2 separate regions of the Ovis aries genome follow, and region 2 is linked to region 1. Evidence: chromatin contacts called from public Hi-C data. All regions are on one chromosome and are shown on one strand. Each heading gives the region's core, a stretch centred on a gene start, on an enhancer-like site or on the middle of the called end of the contact. The rest is flanking DNA. Distances are from core to core; before and after follow the strand shown.

Region 1 (3,021 bases), core at 108-2,607:
CTTACTGGGGCAAGGAACCAATGGAGGCTAGAAGTGACAAGGCCAGGGTTTCTGTGACAGCCAGCACTGAGGCTCCTTCAGTTGGGTGGGATGTTAAATCTCTCCAGTCTCTTCTGCCGCTTCTGTTTCTGCGGCTCCACTCCCCTTTCCCCCCACGGAGCTTTACAGCTTCTTTGGAGGGGATCATATAAGCCCATAGTCCCCTCAAACCTCACGTTTTGGGCAAATAGTCATTGGATGGTTGACCCGAGGGCTCACTCTCTTGGACTCAAGAGCTGCCAGGGAAACTCTGTCTCCCTACTGATGGTTCTCAGCCCTGGCTGTACATAGAACCACCTGCAAGGCTTTAAGGCCAACGCCTGTCCCCACCCCAGAGATTGTGGATCTGGACGCTGGGAGTTTGTGAGACTCCTGGGTGATTCTCAGGAGCCGACCATGGTGACAGCCAGCAGGTTAGAGAGACCTGGGGACATTCCTAGGGGATAACTCTCGTCCAGAACCTGGGATGCAAAAGACAGAAGCAAAATAGGATGTTGACGCCTCATCTGGCCTTGAAGCCAGGGCTTGGCCTTGAGTTCAGGCCAGGGGGACACAGGTGCTCAAACCATAGCATCAGGACCTAGGTTCCTCCCTCTCTCAGCTCTGCCCTCACCTGCATCCTCAGCTGGGCTTTCCTCAGGGCACAGTCGGGGGCACCAGGGGCATCAGCGCCTCCAGGCCGCCTGCTCCCTACAGGGTCTCCTTCCAGCAGTCTAAAACTGACCCCTCAGAGGGCTGGGATCACAACACCTCCCTGACACCATTGTCTCCAACCTGCCAGACTCAGGCCAGATCCAGAGTGCTTCCCCAGGGGAAATCGAGGTGCAGGCTCTCTGTCAGAGGGAAGGAAAGGGAGTGGGTGTGGGAGGGGCAGAACAAAGTCCACCCCAGAGGCTCTGCCCCTGCCCCAGAGGGATGAGATGTTCAGGCCAGGCATGTCAAGTGCTTAGAGCCGAGCGAGCAGCCCCCCTACCGCTGCCCCCAGCAACATGTGAGACCCAGGAGACGGGCATGGGCGTGCAGTGAAAGAGCCCAGGGTCCCTGGATGCAGACAGAACCTGTCCACGCCCATCCTCTGCTCTTCTGACCGCTGACGCCTGCTGCCCTTCCTCTCCCTTCCCCCAGCACCCACCCCTGGCGCCGCTGCCTTGCTCTGTAACCAGAGCAGAATCAGCCAGACTGCAGCCTTGGGCGGCTGCCATCCTCCCCACCGCCATCCCAGCCGCCCCCAGTCAGAGCCAAGGGCGGGGAGGGGAGCAGGAAGCCTTGGCAGCAGCCAACCCCAGAAGGAAACAGGGTCAGGTGGTTTCTCGAAATCGAAACTAGACTGAGCTTTCTGAAGCACTTCCTGGGACCAACCTGACACACTCTGTACTGGGAGGGTTTTTTTGGGCTGGACGTTCCTTTGCAAGTGGGAGGCCTTAGGACAGCCATCTGCAGGTGCCCCAGGCAGGTAAGCTGGTAACCTCTTGCTCTCAGGTGGGTGTCCCTCTCTTTATACAGTATAATCTTACAGTGGCCAAGTCTCCCTGCCTGTGCTCAGTTAGGGATCTGATGCTCCTCCTGAAACTAGGGACCATCACTGCTGCTCCTGTGTCTCTCTGTCCATTTGGGCAGGTTGTTCACTGGTGCACAAGGAGACCACCCAAAGGGGCAAGCAGTTCAGCCGAGGCGCTCTCTCCGATCAGTGCTTTTCAGCTCAGGCTGTTGCTGCTGCTGCTGCTGATAAGCAGCTTCAGTCGTGTCCAACTCTGTGCGACCCCACAGACGGCAGCCCACCAGGCTCCCCTGTCCCTGGGATTCTCCAGGCAAGAACACTGGAGTGGGTTACCATTTCCTTCTCCAATGCATGAAAGTGAAAAGTGAAAGTGAAGTCACTCAGTCATGTCTGACTCCTAGCGACCCCATGGACTGCAGCCTATCAGGCTCCTCCATCCATGGGATTTTCCAGGCAAGAGTACTGGAGTGGGTTGCCATTTCAGCTCAGGCTGCACCTTTCCCCAATTTGCGCAAGAGTGTGGAATGGCCCCAGGCAGACAATTCTGCCCCATCTCTCCAATGAGTCAGGCAAAAATGGGTGGCCAGAGCCAGCCGGAGGGGCAGTGACATTTGCATACCATGAGCCAAGTGCCTGATTGGCCATCTGCCTGGGACCCTGGGTTCGTGTCTCAGGGTGAGCAAAGCTGGTGGCCGCCACTCTCTGGAGAGTGCAGAGGGTGACCAGCTGTCCCCATGTGCCTAGGACCAAGGGTATGTCCAAGGACATGGGACTTCCAGTGCGAAAACCAGGACAGTTGGTGTGCTGGGTGGTTGGTCATCCTGGCCACTCGGCCATCAGTGTAATGAAGAGAGGGTGGCTGCTGGGCAGATTCCCCCATGGCCACTCACCACCCACAGCTCCCCAGCTGTGTGAGCAGAGCTGGCTACCCTTCCGGGCTTTAGCCCCCTCACTTGAAGGTGGGATCAACAAGGTCTTTCTCAAGGTCGTGGTCAGGATTCCATGAGCCAGTGGTGTGAGCAGTCTGGTCCAGGGACTGTGTTCAGTGTCGGCAGACCCTCGTGCCTGGGAGCCCCCGGAGGGTCTGGTTACCAGGCCCTGACTCGAGGGGTGCAACAACAGCAGCCACAGCCCTGCTGGCTGGGCCCTGAGGCGGGGCGTGGGTGTCGCAAGGCCCTCTCTGGGCCAGAGCAGCAGGGCTCTCTGCACCCCCTCCATGCCCCTCTTCCCACCTCACTGTGCTGGTATGCGGACATGAAGGGAGGGAGGCAGGTGAGGGGCAGGATGTGGGCGAAGAGAAAAAGGGAGCTGTGAGAGTTACAGAGGCAAGACCCCCGGCAAAAGCGGAGAGACTTGGGTCCCCCCTGCTCCCCTTCCCCGGGGCTGGCTGTGTGGCCTTGGTGGTCCCCCACCTCCTCCAGCCTCTGTTTCTTGGGGACACTGACCTCGTGGCAGTGCCAGGCCAGGAGTGTCCTCTCATCTCG
Region 2 (3,025 bases), core at 483-2,982, 91 kb after region 1:
CTTTCAGCATAACCCTTGGTGGCTCAGTGGTACAGAATCTGTCTTCCAATGCAGTGTTAGATTCCTGGGTCAGGAAGATCCCCTGGAGAAGGGCATGGCAACCCACTCCAGTATTCTTGCCTAGGAAACCCCACGGACAGAGGAGGCTGTTGGGCTACAGTCCATGGGGCTGCAAAAGAGTCTTATACAGCTGAGCAACCACACAACAACAGCCCGGCTCTTGGGTCTATTACACTTGGCTTCCGCCATTACTGGTCCAGGTTTAGAAGTCTCGTTGCCCTGACGCCTAACCCAGCGGTCCTCCGCCTCCACTGCTCCTTGGAATTCCACAGGGAGTTTGCAAAATTCCTGATGCCCAGGCAGCTCCCCAGACCAATTCAAGCACCATCTGTAGGGGTGGCTCCCATCCCCAGAGCATTGGTAAAGCTCCCCAGGGGAGTCCAGTGCACAGCCAGGGCTGAGAACCTACCGTGCTCTGGGTCAAAGGCAGACCTTTTGTTCTAGAGGTGCCAAAGAGCCAGTCTGCACACACTCAGGAGGGCCTAGCCATAGCAGCCGAGGTCAGTCACCCCCCTTGCACAGTGGCCTCTGGGCATGATTTTCATCTTCTGGGGCCCTTCCCAGGCAGTCAGACCTGCCTTTTGCTCAGAGATCCTGAGGAGAGTGACACTGCTCTTTTATTCCACGAGATGGGTGGTCCAGACCGCAGGGCCCTTTGGCTGGATCCCAGGGCAGGATGGGGAGAGGGCTTATGTCCAACAGTCAGGAGCCCTGGCGAGGTCTCTCTGGAGCGTGGGGCTTGGGTCCCATCCTGCCCTGCTTATCACAGGAGTGCGAGGAAACCACGGGGCTGCTAAGAAGGTGGATCCAGGACAGGCGTGGAGGGCGGTGCGATGATTGTTTTCCTGGTAGTTGCTTTTCTTTCTCCTGGGAGATGTGATAGGAACATCCATTGTGCTTAGACCCTTTTCTGAAAGGGAGAGGCTTCATGTCCAAAGGGAACATGGTGAGTCAAACGCAGAAAGCCCCATAATTTCAGTCACTCTCTGATAACATTTCTTTTCACTCACGTGTCAGCTCAGCTGTTCATGTCTGCCATCAAAGGCTATTTAACATGTAATATGTACGTGACCTGTGAAACTGATCCCACACCCCAGCCCCTTCAGCTGTCCCCAGGCTGAATGAGAAAACAATTGCCCGAGTAACGGCCTCATACATTTCAGAAACTTCAGAAAGCATCCAAATTGTAGCTTCACTTCTAAGGAAAACTAAAAATGTCTGAAGATGCACTCAGTTGATAACTGTGTGCCTGTCACCTTAGTGCCAGCATGCTCAGTCGTGTCCTGCTGTTTGCGACCCCGTGGGCTGCAGTCCGCCAGGCTTCTCTGCCTATGGAATTTTCCAGGCAAGAATACTGGAGCGGGTTGCCATTCCTTTCTCCAAGGGATCTCCCGACCCAGGGATCAAATCTGCAACTCCTGTGTCTCCTGTATTAGCAAGGGGATCCTTTACCCCTGTGCCACCTGAGAAGCTATCGTCTTAAGCTACCACACATTTCACATTGGAAGCAAGCAACGTGGGGCACATTTTAGTTTCCTGACTGGCCGTGGAGCGTAAGATTAATAAAAGGCCCTTCCACTGGCTGCTGACTCACCCCATTACAGAGGAACCTCTCTAAGCCGGCTTCGTTCCCTGGCTCGGTGAGGCGGCTCTGGATTCAATCTGGTGTTTACTTTCTGAAGCACAGAATCTAGATCTTGTTTTCCTGGAGTCACAACGGGCTAACCAAGAATCACGGGGCACAGAAAATCACTCAGCCAGCGCTGGCTGCGGCCCCACGAGTGACCACACAGCCTGGGGCAGCCCACCTCCTCCTGGGCTGATGACTCAGCTTCACATGTCGAGTTGGCACCGCGAGACGCTTGTATTCAGGGACTGTTATAGATTCGGCCCTGTCATTTTCTTCTCCAGTCCTCATCTCCGGAAAGAAAAGTAAACATACAGCCCTCAGTTACAAATTTTAATTAATTCCTGTTTTTCTGTGTCCAAGAAAGGCTTTGCTTTTTTCCAAGGCAGACAGATGCTCACGTACCAAATCAAGTCTTAATTATCTCTACTGAAAGGCGTCTCTTCTTAACATTCTGAGATGCTACACCATTTACACATGACATTTAAAGCTCATGGGAACTGGGAACTGGGGCCATTGAAAATACACAATTTTAGACTTCCCTGGTGGTCCGGTGGTCAAGCATCTGCCTGGCAATGCAGAGGACATGGGTTCTATCCCTGGTCCGGGAAGATCCCATATGCTGCAGAGCAGCTAAGCCCGTGTGCCGCAACTACTAAGCCTTCGTGCTGCAACTTTTGAAGCCCGTGCTCTGCAACAGAAGAAAGCACTGCAATGAGAAGCCCATGCCCTCTCTGCAGCTAGAGAGTAGTCCCTGCTCGCTGCAACTAGAGAAAACCCGCACACAGCAACAAAGATCCAGCACAGCCCAAAATAAGGAAATCAAAATTTTTTAAAAAGAAAAAATTTGCATTTCATCTCCATGCCCTGCCTTTGCCCCACTCTCTGTGGAAGCTTGAATTGGTGGTGAAAAGGTTTAAAAAGGAAGACAGCAAAAAAAAAAAAAAAAAGATATTGGAACACATTGTTAGAACAAATAACCATGTCATCATCAGTAAACTTTTACTGAGCCATTATCATGTGCAAGGAACTATGGATAAAAAAAGGATTAAGACACAACCATTACCCTTTGTGCTTGTGACTTGATTCGAGAACACGCTATGCAAGAGAGGCAGAGAACAATGTGATGTGGGAGGCTGATGCCAGTCACATGATTCAGGGGAAGTTGCTACGTAAGTTTGGAGGGAGCGACTGGAATGAGTACTCAGCCTGCCTCTACTGAATGACCAGGCCGGGCAAGGTCCATGCCAGAAGAAACCACGATGTAGGAAAGAGTTACTTGCCATTGTCCATTTAGCCCCCTGTCTATTCTGTACTCTTTAGAAAATGGCTCTGTGT

The links. Hi-C and Micro-C count contacts between places; a contact is called where the count stands out from the background.
Region 2: a contact with region 1 is called in a Hi-C map of hypothalamus, with 2.8 times the contacts expected there. The contact joins the enhancer-like site here to the promoter of LGALS3BP in region 1. A contact is called at or near these places in 11 of 16 Hi-C or Micro-C datasets (blood, hypothalamus, liver and 7 more).

Annotation. Positions count from the first base shown.
Region 1 is chr11:52,754,675-52,757,695 of ARS-UI_Ramb_v3.0, forward strand. It overlaps LGALS3BP (galectin 3 binding protein), which reads left to right and starts at 1,358. Exons shown (of 5, transcript XM_060395828.1): 1 at 1,358-1,492.
Region 2 is chr11:52,845,084-52,848,108 of ARS-UI_Ramb_v3.0, forward strand. The region is part of intron 3 of TIMP2 (TIMP metallopeptidase inhibitor 2); the gene reads left to right. Among named protein-coding and RNA genes, the nearest start is that of USP36, 16 kb to the right of the region's middle. Within about 2 kb of position 1,733, at least 18 of the 54 cell types and tissues checked have an H3K27ac peak or open chromatin away from gene starts, as enhancers often do. A contact at or near this core is called in hypothalamus and tail adipose tissue, where this site is marked.